Regions from separate parts of the Zea mays genome. Here region 1 is linked to region 2. Evidence: chromatin contacts called from public Hi-C data. All regions are on one chromosome and are shown on one strand. The core of a region is the stretch at or near the end of the contact, and the rest is flanking DNA. Distances in the headings are between cores, read along the strand shown. Region 1 holds the start of LOC100285646 (syntaxin 132). Region 2 holds the start of LOC541972 (histone deacetylase).

Region 1 (6,325 bases), core at 1,597-4,096, 160 kb after region 2:
AGGGCATATACCCAGTGCCCGAGGCTCCCACATGGGCGGGGTTTAGGGAAGGGATAAACAAAGGCAAGCCTTTCCCCCACAAATGCGGAGAGACTGCTTCGAACCCGCGACCCGGTGACTCAATGAAACAGCTCTCAGCACTACACCAGGCCTGGTTTGGGAAAAAATAATTTTGTACAAGTTTGTGTTTTAAAATCATCCTATGTTAATAAGATCTTATAATATCACAAAACAGCATAAGCATGACATGCATGGAAAGGAACACAGTACCTGAAAATCATCCATCCGTTCCTTCAATTTCTTTTTCACTGCTCTGTAGTAATTGGAAAAACATATTGAGTAAGCAACAAATGCATGTAAGCAAGTAAGCAGCATAACTAAAGGCTCTGATATGAAATGCAAATTTACCCAGTAGTTTGCTCTCTTGATCGGTCCACGGCAGAACCCTTTCCACATCCAGGTTTTTGCCTATTCGATAGGTTCTGTTCCAAAATGTTAGCGAGCAATTCAAGGTTAATTGTTGACAGCAGCACACAAGTCAGTTGATTTAAACAATTATAAATACCTATTTCATAAGTTCTCGAGAAATGCTGTTTGGTTCCAGTGAATTTAGCATTGTTTCGGAACAAAAAATCTTACAAAATGACATATAACAAAGTAAGGTAATGAGGTTCTCAATTTCATCTAGCAATTATCAGTAGTACGATTGACCAAGTTATGACACATCTATACAATTTCTGCAATAAGCATGGACAAATTTGATTTATATAGATATTGCTAAGACAAATACTGATAACTATCAGGGTCAAGCAAGAGCATACATCTCTTTCCAGTTCATCAACTTTTGTCTTTGCCTGACGAGCAATTTTCCCCACTTCATCAATATCTTTCTCCATCCGCTGCTTAATTGCTGTGAAAAAAGAATTGTTGCTTCTAACCATAAGCATAGAGGCAATTTCTAAAAGAATGCATACATATTTCAGATAATGGTTAAGTCTGCTAGAATAAACAAACACTTACCTTTCATGGAACTTGCTTTTGTAACTGCTTTGGATTCCTCATTTGCAGTCTACAGACAAAAAAATAGGTTTCTGATATCAATGCACATGTCAAACGTAGATTCACAAGGAAAATGGTAATCAAAAAACAAAAAATCCATTGTGAATACTAAACTCCAGGGTCGTTAGCTTAAGAAAAAGACAAAGAATGAATGGCAGAATGAACATGCCTGGAGCTTATTCAATAGATTTGACAGCTTTGCAATTATACTCTCAATTGCATCGACCTGTTACATCACAAAGCTTTACGTCATTAATCAGAAGGGGAATGTTGGAGTCGGACTAACAATACTAATGTAATTCGATGCAAACAGGAGAGTACATGTAATAACGTAAATATGGTAAGATGAAGAGACGCAAGCAGCAGAGTAATTATGCAAACAGCACCTTCTTCAAGAAATCTTTCAAGTTGTCTGAAGCATCAGCCTGATGCATTCCCATTTCAATATCTGCGTCTCTTGAGGAGTCCCGCCGAGGGAGCTCAAAGGAATCCTGTGAAACAGTAGTGTTCACAATACGTACCGCAGTTCAATCACATAAGAATAGTAAATTATACTAACTCATTTCTCGAATATTTGTCGCCCGATAGTTATTTGGGGTTTTTTATGGTGGTGCCCTCGGTTTTGCTGTTGTACTCATTTTTATCCTTAGTTGTGTTTTTTTCTCAGTTTTGTCATTCCAGTGCTATAGAATAGAATGACAAAACTGAGAAAAAAAAACACAACTAAAAGTAAAAATGAGGACACCAGCAAAACCGAGGGCACCACCATAAAAACACCTTATTTTTAAACTAAAACGCCACAGATAAAAAAGAAAAAAGAACCGAGTGAGTAGTTTATAAATCCAAAACGGAAAGCCTCGCACTGCATGTGCCAACAAACAACAGGACTGCGCCCCGCCCCCGCGTGAGAAACATCACCATTCAAATCCCAGCAGGGCTGACACACCCTCTCCATTCCAAGAGTGCAATTGGACAGATGTTACGATGGGCCATGAAAATGTTCTAGCCAAAGCGGATGAGAAAAAAAAAAGAACAAGCTTTAAAACACATCAAGCTCCAGTGAATACAAACCCTCCTGAACCCGAGCACTCCAACGGCAGCACTAAATGCAATGCAACTACTGGTGATCATTGCCGCTGTTCAAATATTCAATCAAGGTAACTGCTACACGAGCAGCTAATGCGAATGATCATTGAGGTGGTTGAAGCAGGACAGTCCACTCCAAAGGCAAAGGCAAGAGAAGAGGCACGGAACAAAAGGCAGCCGGAAGCTGAGCAAGCGCATCTTGCTTCCACCGCACAACGCAGCTGCTCCCGAACTAAAGCCACGCAGATCTAGGCGAGGCGAGCACCAGGCAAGCGGGCACCCTACCGCACGTAGCCGAGAAAACAGGGGCGGGTTCCTTCGACCGCACGCCCCGCATTCCGACCCGCGCGGCTCAAGCGATCCCTTCGGCCGCCGACCACTCCACCGCCGCTGCCTCCGGTCCCGCGAGCCAACCTATGGCTCCGCCGGCGGTCGCCGTGGGGGAGGAGCGGGCGGCGCCGAAAGGCCGTCTCCAGATCTCCAGCTCGCGCGGCGGATCCCGGCGAGCGGCGGAGTCCGCCCGGGGAGGGGGGGGGGGGGGACAGGGCGGAGGGAAGAGGAGACCGGGGTGGGGGGTCGCTTACCGTGAGGAGGTTGTTCATGGCGGCGAGGAGGGAGGGAGAGAGAGGGAGGGACAGGCGGGCGGGCGGCGAGGAGAGCGGAGGCCGCGGGACAGACGGAGGCGGGACCGGGGAAGGTGTGGCCGTTGCGCCGCAGAGGATGCTTTGAGCTGGGGGGAAGAGGTTGGGTGGGCAGAGGGTTAACGCTGCGGGTGCTGAGGCTGGCAGGTGGGCCATTCGAGGATCTCTTTCGGCAGGTAGGCGGCTGGCTGGCAAGTGCCATGGAAAGTTTTTTAAAAATTGCTTTCCATTTCCAGGGGTGTTTGCCTCGTCTTGTTCACCTCTGCCCTCTGCGCTGGAAGTGGAACACCGCGTCAGGTTGGCTTGCCACTGCCAGAGAGGTGCCTCAAACGGAGACAAAACAGCGGCGACGTCGGGCCCACCAGCACCGGACTCCGCGGGTGGCGCGCGGGGTCCACCCGCCGGTCGTCTCGCAGGTAGACCGGTGCGAACGAACTAACAGGAGGGCGAGGCTGGACCGCTGGAGCTGGAGTATGGAGGGGGCCCGGGTTTGGTCGAGAACGGAAAAACCGGCGAGAAAACCGAATTTCATCGTACCCTCAACGCTTTGTTGAAGATTTAAATTTAAACCACATGATTTCGCGTTTATCAGGCGATGTGCCAACCCTCAGCAACGACAAAACGTCTTTTGCCACCCAAAACCCATTTTAAAAGTTTCTATGCACATATTTTCAAATTTGGAAAAAAAATCGGCGAGAAACGGTGTTTTTTCATTGAAATTCTCAGTTATTTTGCTAGAAAATGATGGTTGGTAGTTTCTAATAAACCTAAAAGTTTAATATAAGAGTACTCAGAAAAATATTTAATCTTTCACAACATTTTTCTTGAATTCTATAAATATTTTATTTTAAAAAAAATTAAGCATAATCTTAGAAAACCGACCGAAAAATCCAGTTGTAATCCCTAGGACATCCTAGACTCTAGGATTTTAAATAGAAAGATGATTTTAGCCCATCACATCTCATCCGGTATCATTGCTACCAAATAAGTTCCAGGGGTTGGTGTGCATGGCCCACCGGGGCCAAGCCGTCCGAACTATAGGACAACGCAAACATGTCTTCCTCACTGTAAAAAAATACTTCATCTGATTTTTAGTATAGATTTAACATTCTCAGGGGCGGAGCCACAGGAAGAGCAAAGTGGGCCATGGCTCCCTATTTTTTAAAACCATATATATCTTATATATATTCTGTTAATTACAGATAACATTAAAGCGTGGATGAGCCAAAACAAACCTCCGTGGGCCTCCTCCGGTCCATTGCGAGCTATGGTTGTTTTGTTGGCTCCTCCATTTGCTACAAACCCACAACCATGGTTGTTAGCTTACACCACCTAGTCAACGGTTTCAAGGATCTACCGTTGTCGTGTCTCCCCACATTTAAATGATAAAAACTAAAATTATATATAAATAGAGGCTTGAATCATAGTTGTTGGCTCCACAACCACAGTCACATCTAAATAACCAACATAACACATGTGTTTTTATGTGAAGTACTTTATAACTATAAATGGAAAACGTAACAACATATGGATACTTTGCTAGTTATTATGCAAATATACGATGCAACCCATCTGATAATATTCGTTTATGGTCGTAAATATTAATACCTTTTTGTTTACACTTTGATTAAACTTTGCATTTCGTAAACTCTTCGAAGAGCGACCCAATCATAGCGGTGGACCGGTGGTCCATATTAGCGCACTGGCGGATTAGTTGTGTGTCTTTAAAATGGAGGCAGCCAGTGGATGAGATGGTCTAACTTGTGTGTCTTTAAAATGTGTAGCCGTTTCGGGATTCACCCTAGTTGCATCCCCTTCATTTCACTAGTTTGATTCCTTCTGTTGTGCAAGCAAAATCAAAACCCTTAAACTTGTCGAAAGTACACCACGACCTTAGCGGCTCCTTGGTGACTCCTAGCCGTCTAAGAACCAAGGTACCATTTGGTTCATAAAATGTAACGTAAATGGTAATGGTAATAATTCACACTTAAATACCGGCGGTAACAAATTTGAATAAGGTGGTATCCATTTATAGTGTGGTATCGATTACGGTTTGACTTAAACAAACACGATTTAACGTTATCTGTTCATATGTGAATCAAACGGCACCCAAGATCCAACGATACAGACACGAACAACGAGAATGAAGAATGCCTCAATTGCTCAAGTGTTGGATTTGCTCTAAAATTGAATTTGCTCTTTTCAAATGTGTCTTTCGAAACGAGGATTTAGATATTGAGTTTAAGAAAACTCTCAAAGATAAATTGCGCCGAAAGAAAGAGAAGAAGAAGATCCCGTCGCCACGAAGCCCACTGTGCAGATCGCCTCATCGTCGTCATGAGCCCACCCACCCACCCACCGCCATAAAAAGCCATTGCGGCTCACGGCCCACGAGACTCCGAGATGCCCGGGCGACACCGCGGATCGCTCGCCAGTCGCCACGCGGCTCCACCGTCGCCAAACGTCCCCGACCGACGGACGCGGCGACGCACGTTCTCACACACCTTCCGCCGCGGGCCTTCTTCTCCTTTCCGCTCGCCTCTTCTCCACCTGTCTGTCCGCTCTACTGTATAGAGGAAGGCCGAAGGCCGTTTCCATTTCTCGAAGCCGCGGCAGCACGCGTCCTGCTTGCCTCCCGGTCCCGGATCTTGCCCACCCCGCAACGCGCCGCCACCTCCGCCAAGCAAGGTGAGAGTCCAGGAAACGCTCCTCCTCTGTTCATCCCACTCCTGCAGTCCTGTTACGTTAGAATAAATTAGGAAGGGTTTCAACTTGTTAGGGATTTAAACGACTGAGGGCCTGTTCGATTCCATCGGAACGGTGACCTGGAACGATTCCTAGCTCTAGCTAGATTGCTTGTATAATTTATATAAGCTAGAACGATTTCTGGATGGAATCCTGGAACAAGGGCTCAAGTTCGTCCCATCCACGTGGATTGAGATTAAAACTAGGGACTAACAAGCCATATGGGTCGGCCGTGTTGGTGTCACTGACTGACACCGCTCAGTTCGTGCTTGACGTTATGTTCCACTAGATTTAGCCTAGATTGTACCTTCCGAGTGGATTCTTCGTATACTCACTTTGTTCAGCCTCTTAATCCAGAATCCATTTGCATCGTATTATGAACAAAACTACCGTGTCCCAACTCTGTGATTTATGAGCAGGTCCAATGCTCGTCTTGGCCACGCCTTCGATGTGCATAGCATTACCTGCGTGAACATCGCGAAATGGTTGGTGGTACTGGTACAACAGGGACCTGTAGGAGGCACAGGTCACTGTGCCGAGCAGATTCTCTTGTTGAAAAAAATAAGCAAAATCAACTGTCTTGTAGGAATATGCTCCATCCATCCATAGCCTAGCAAATCAGTTCGATATTGACTGAAACTTGTAGCTGCATCCTGCAGGGCAGCTTGATCATATTCAAGATGGGGAAGGACAAAGAAGCTGCCAATCTGAAGGAGGGGGAGACAGAGATCAAGGCCAAGTTTGTTGAGAAGGAAGAGGCCAAAGACTCGGGTGGTGGCGCAGGGTCTGTGGGA
Region 2 (6,466 bases), core at 2,840-5,339:
CTTCACTAATTCACTATTAACTGTTCCATGTGATCCTTCGTCAGAAGAATAAATAGGGGAACATACAGCAGGAAAAAATGAATAGGCACAGGTTTGAATTTTGCTATTCTGTGACATTAAAAGAAATAGAAAGCCACAACAATAAAAGGAAAGAGGATGACTCACTGTTTTGTCCCCGTCGAATATCTCTTGTGTGCCATTTCCATGGTGCACATCCTGCAACAACAATTGAGAACCTACTGATGAGATAATCAACATTAATTAGCATTATTGACTATAAAATAGGTAGTACAAAAGAACTATGCAAGATCATTACCCAGTCAACTATGAGGACTTTCTTGGCACCTGCTCTTTTTGCAGCTAACGCAGCTACTGCTGCATTGTTGTGAAGACAAAACCCCATTGCTTGCTTCACCCCTGCATGATGCCCAGGAGGTCTTACCTGTTTTTCAACAGACCCAATCAATATGAAGAATATACATAAATACCCATTTCATTTCAGGCTCACTGTGCACAATGAAAAAGTTTCGTGAAAAAAGATATAAGATCATAAGTACAGTACCAGCGCAAAGCCATTGCGAACACGCCCAGATACTATCAAACTAGCAAGATCAGCACATAATCCAGCTGCAAGTTTGGCAGCACATGCTGAATGTCCATTTGCGTAAGTATCCGAAGTGAAGTAACTGCAAATTGTGTTATTAGCCAAAGAATGATTTTCGCACAAAAATGCCAAGATAGGCTAAGCATTCATTAATAATGACCAGAACAGTTAGCGACAAACTAACAGATCATGACATTTGAAAGCAAAAAAAAGGTCTTGAACAAGAAGGAAATATTTCAAAAAAATCAAGCAGTACCTGTAAAGCATGTTCTTTGTCTGCTCGACACTTTCAATGTGGTCTGGACTATGAACCTAGAAGTTACCAAAATTTGAGTACATTGAGACTATCAGAGATAATGAAACAAAAAATATACTCTCGGAAATACACCTGCAAGCCTCTTACTTACCATAAGAAGTTCCTCCTTCGTGATTTCTCGAGGAGGTACCAAAGCACATTTTGAGGGAAAGATCCCTGAAGGATATAGCGACAAGTTAGGGTGTACTAATGCACCTCGAATAGAAAGGATACTCACCAAACCACTTGACACTTGTTGACATGACATCATATTTTTCCTGTCTAGATATCAACTTTTTTGCTATAATGGAAAGATCACACAATCTACATTGCATCTCCCTTTTTGTAACTTCATCACTATACACCAAAACATCGCGCATTTTCTTGCAGCGTGTTCAATAAAAAGTTTTCTTGCAGCAGATCTTCGTAAGTGCAACTGTACTACTTTACTAGACAAGTAGACTAACACTTAACTACACAAACCATAACCCATTTGACATGAATAAAACACAGACTACACATAAATTTTAACAGACAATCAGACTAATAAAGGTAAAAGATAGTATGCACCTGCAGCAGCAAGACTTGCAGCAATGGCGCGAAGGCGATCCGGTCTTTCTGGATGTGGATTTGGTTTAACTTCTAGCTGCTAGTAAGTACCATACATCAGTTCAACAATAATTTCCACAAGTTGATAGACAGAAAGTCAGGAATTTATGGAAATAATCTAGAAAACACAGCTAGCGAAAGAATCTGTAGAACCTTATGTTTAAACAGATTGTTTTATCACTTCCTTTGGACGCATAGTGGAAAAACAAAACAGAATTTTTAACACTCGAGTATTTTAAAAGTTATTAGAATGGAGAACTTATGCTATCACAAATGAATAGCTTCGTGAAATGCACAACAAATACAGTATAAAATTGTGCCCGTAAGTTCTGACTTTGCTCTTTCACATGGCATTAAACAAGTGTATATCATACACAGCATGCAATCAAGCAAAAAGGCCACCTAAGTGAAGAAAGTATAAGTCCAATACAAGATAACCTACAAGCTACCACCCTTGATGTAAGAGCTTTACTCAAACATTATAGCACCACATCTGCTATTTACCTCACTGTGGAGCAGCATTCTTTCATCAAAACCAATCGCCGTAGACACTGGCAGCAACCCTGCATAGAATAGTCAATAGTGTGAGCAAACGAGAAATTCAGAACTGGATGCAATAGGCACATGAGAAATTGATTCAGTGGAACACATTCAGATTCTTAAACTATCGTGCGATGGTGAACATACATTTTTTACTTGCCATTCAGTGTAACACCATTCTATTTTGAGGCGGTGGAACAGATTCAGATTCTTCAAACTATTGTATGATGGTGGACATAAATTTGCCGTTCAGTGTAAGACCATTCTTATTTTTCTTTCGATATTCAGATGGTTTTGGATCCTTATCAAATCTCGCCAATGAGAAATTTCCATTGACATGTGCTAATCGCTAATCGGACTAAATCACATCATAAAAGAAGCCATATCAAAATCAAAGGTGGGTTTTATAAAGCCCCGGAAGGAAACTGGAGCAAGTAGAGTGCCAACATATTTGGAAACATGGGGCAGTGTAAATGTGTAATTGTTTGTTTGTGTCCGTGATCTCACTGGTCCAAGTTCGAAAGATATGAATATCACATGCATGGATTAAAGGATGCCTATTTGAAAAGATTGTGACAGCATGTTCTTAATATTTTGCCAATTTCAGTAGGATCCTGTGGGGACCAGTCTCAATCCAAGCATAAGTCAATAACAGAATTAGCTACTAATTTAATTCTGTATTAATGAGAATTTTCCTAGGTTGAAACTCGGCTAGGTCAATTAACCTAGTAGTAGTCTATAACTCGATACATAGCTTCTCGTGCATGTTCGTCTTTCTTTTTTATTTTAGGTATAGTTCCAACCTTGATAAGCAAATAAGAAACAAGTATTGAAATTTTAACAAACATCTGACATTTAACGATGAAAATTGAAAAGTAACAGCATAACTTTAATTCAAATGCAAACAACACCTGTGTCAGCAGATAACAAAGCTGTTTGTGCAATTTGCTTTTTGAAGACATCATATCCATCTACAACAGATCCTGGAAGCTCACGGCAATTCTAGAATATGTGAACAAACACCGAAGAAGAGGAGTCAAAACAATAATATGTACTACGTAGAATTACAACTTTTCATAAGTTGCACTGCTTGCCTGACCATAAAAAAAAATCTCACCATGCAATATGTAATCTTGTCCACATTTGGCATTGTGCAGTTCAAGCAAAACCATCTATTCACAACAAGGCGACTAGCAGGTTCCCAATCACTGTCATCATCCTCTTCACCATTAAAGAAAAACAGATCCTCCAGTGTTGCCCCAGCTTGCTCCCCCTCAGACTCCTCATTAACAGCCATGAAAATTTCCTTTTCTACACCCACAGAGCCACCAGGGTCAGCACTCTCAACATGACCTATCCTAGCTGTGGAAACATTGGCCTCTTCTTCTAGAGCATCAGCACGATCATTGTTCAAACTGCATGCTCCACGGTTCTCTTTTGAGGCCTCCACATCAGTGTGACTGCCAGTCAACAAGGAGACTTCGTTCACTCCAGCACAAAAAGGTTTTGCATCAATGCCACAGCTTTGGCATTTGCCATGACAAGCTTGATCAGAAACCCCACATTTCCCCACGCTATGGGAGACCTCAGTCTTTTTGCCACTGCTAGGAGGTCTCATGTTCCAAAAAAACTGCACTAAGCGCTCAGCGGACCGGGGGGCATAAGCGCTCCAAAAGCGGCGCGACCGCCTTGGTGGAGCAGCGGCTGCTGGCTCCCGCTGCCCTCACCCCTCAGGTCGCGCGCGGTGCTGCCACCCGGGCCGGGCGGCGTTGACGATCCACCGGAGGCGGGAAGGGGGAGAGAGAGAGAGAGGCACGCACGCAGGGTCACCGGCCGGTGTGCGGAGGACCGGAGGCGAGGGCGCGAGGCGACTGGAGAGAGGCGGGAGGAGAAGCCGATGACGCCGTCGCCCAGAGCCCGACCTGAGCGCCGACGCCGTCGCCTGCGTGCTGAGCGCGAGTAAGGGAGAAAGCGGAAGATGAGCGCCGGCGCTGCGAGGAAATTAAGATGGGAGATGAAGAAAGGGCGACCGGGCGGCTCTGTCCTGTCATCCTGTGTGCCTTCTGTGGAGCAGTGAAAAGGTTAGGGTAAACAAACGTGTGGGCTTTTAAATGGGCCCCAAGTAAAAGTTAATACTGTCTTTTTCTTCATTTCTTTTTTTCTTTCTAACATCTTTTGACATATCATCATATAATTCAACTAGTATAAGTGTGTTACACATGTTAGATATTAAATTGGAAAGAACAAACATTGCACTTTATCTTAGCCAAAGGGTCGATAAAGGTATGAGTTGAAAATAATTCCAATCACTTCTTTATAGCTTGTTCAGTCATTTGTTCTCCTTTAGCTAGCAAGGTGATACTATATGGAAATGTTGCGGTGTGTGTGGCTTTTATGTCGTGTTGAACTTGGGTGATTTCTCACGTTCTATGATGTAATAGAACATTAGTAGGCGAGAAACGAGGAGAGGAACGAACCTACGTGTTTCGCATGTGACACGTGATGCATGAAACTGATGCTTCAAAGGTGTAGAGATGTATTCTATGTCTTTGAATTATGCGGTGAGGGTGTACTACATGTTACAAACTTCTATGGTCAAGTTTATAATGTGAGTTTGTAAGTACAAACCCCACCGAGAGAAATATGGAAACATCTCCTATAAAATGGCAGGAATGAGAGGTTGGAAGAGGCTTGACCTTGATTCCTTAGAAAATTATGCACTTCTAAGATTGGTTTGATTCCTAAAGCAATCAAACAATGGATAAACCATGCTTAGAAAATAAAAAATGTTGATGTAGTTGTAAAGCCCAAAAATTTGGATCAGATAAAAATAATGATATAAATAAATAGATATAATTATGTTAGTTTTGGGAAATTTTTAAAGCCTTTTTGAGATTTATTAGTTCCCTTCATTTTCATAATTAGATAATGGTATCAAATTAATCAAGTAACAATGAATAAATAAAGAAATGGGCATTCCATGCTTATGAATTTGTTGGGGTGCATTTTAGTGAAATGAGGAATCATAACTTACATTTGACCTCAACCTATAAATGAAATATAAAATGTAAAATGAGAAAGGAAATCTTAATAAAGCCATTTATTACTTCCATAGTTAAATAATAGGGAGAAAATAAATACTAATAAAAAGAGGATTTACCTTTACATTAGAATCATATTTGAGAATTGAAATCAAACAGGGATTTGAATTTTGATTTGGATATCTGAAATTTGAAATAGAAAATATAAAAGAATAGAAAAGAAAAAGGAAGCACCGTTATGGCCCAACAGATCAGAATTCGACCCATTTCTACCTCGCGCGCGCTCGGCCACTCTCCTTCCCTCGGCCCGCACGTCCCATCTTCCCTTTCCCGCGCTCGCACCTACTGGTGGGGGCCCGTTGCAGTCGCTCGTTCCGCTGCGTGTGGGTTGTGGTTCCTCCTCACCAACCGGTGGGACCTCCTGCTCCAGTCTCCCTCCTTTTCTGTTCCGCGCTAGCGCATGGGCGTGATGTTGCTGCCAGTGGCCCCCATGTAGAAAACTCACGTCCTACCCTGTAACAACTGAAAGTCGCCTAGAGGGGGTGGATAGGCGGAAACTGAAATTTACAACTTTAAACACACTAAAAGTCGGGGTTAGCGTTAGAATAAAAACCAAGTCCGGGAGAGAGGGGAAAACAAATCAACCAAGAAAGTAAAGCGGCTGACACGGTGATTTGTTTTTACCGAGGTTCGGTTCCAATGAACCTAGTCCCCGTTGAGGTGGTCACAAAGACCGGGTCTCTTTCAACCCTTTCCCTCTCTCAAACGGTCACCTAAACCGAGTGAGCTTTCTTCCTTGATTTCCCGGGTCACTTAGACCCCGCAAGGACCACCACACAATTGGTGTATTTTGCTTCGCTTACAAGGCTTTGAGAGTAAGAATGAGAGAAAGAAGAAAGCCAACCAAGCAACAAGAGCAACAAAGAACACAAGACGATCTTCTCACAAGTCCTAAAATACTAGAGTTGAATTGTGGACTTTGATTGGATCAGAGGCTTTGATTTGTGTCTTGGAGTGTTGTATTTTGCTCTTGTATTGAATGAGGAGTAGTGAATGCTTGGATGGTTGGAGTGGAGGTGGTTGGGGGTATTTATAGCCCCCAACCACCAATTCAACCGTTGGGGCAGGCTGCTGTCGATGGGCGCACCGGACAGTTCGGTGCGCCAGCCACGTCACCCAACCGTTAGGGTTTTGACGGTTTCGACCGTTGGAGCTTTGTCTTCATTTGGCACCGGACAGTCCGATGCCGCACCGGACAGGTACTGAGCACTGTCCGATGCGCCTCTGGTGGCTGCTCTGCCTTCTGCGCGTACTGTTCACGTTGTAGGCGACCGTTGGAGTCGACCGTTGCGCTGGCTAGCCGTTGCTCCGGTGGCA

Evidence for each region. Hi-C and Micro-C count contacts between places; a contact is called where the count stands out from the background.
Region 1: a Hi-C map of tassel shows a contact between it and region 2, with 5 times the contacts expected there. The contact joins the promoter of LOC100285646 here to the promoter of LOC541972 in region 2. A contact is called at or near these places in 14 of 25 Hi-C or Micro-C datasets (bundle sheath, ear, endosperm and 4 more) and 2 of 3 datasets of contacts at active chromatin or transcription factors (leaf and seedling).

Annotation. Positions count from the first base shown.
Region 1 is chr7:7,723,983-7,730,307 of Zm-B73-REFERENCE-NAM-5.0, forward strand. It overlaps LOC100285646 (syntaxin 132), which reads right to left and starts at 2,847. Exons shown (of 12, transcript NM_001158537.1): 1 at 2,730-2,847; 2 at 1,446-1,550; 3 at 1,229-1,285; 4 at 1,021-1,069; 5 at 822-910; 6 at 409-482; 7 at 271-313. The coding sequence starts at 2,747. It overlaps LOC103631975 (nipped-B-like protein B), which reads left to right and starts at 5,179. Exons shown (of 2, transcript XM_008653830.3): 1 at 5,179-5,474; 2 at 6,178-6,325. The coding sequence starts at 6,212.
Region 2 is chr7:7,566,082-7,572,547 of Zm-B73-REFERENCE-NAM-5.0, forward strand. It overlaps LOC541972 (histone deacetylase), which reads right to left and starts at 4,090. Exons shown (of 16, transcript NM_001111625.2): 1 at 3,166-4,090; 2 at 2,960-3,050; 3 at 2,013-2,071; 4 at 1,470-1,545; 5 at 1,012-1,076; 6 at 861-916; 7 at 563-686; 8 at 317-442; 9 at 166-216. The coding sequence starts at 3,666.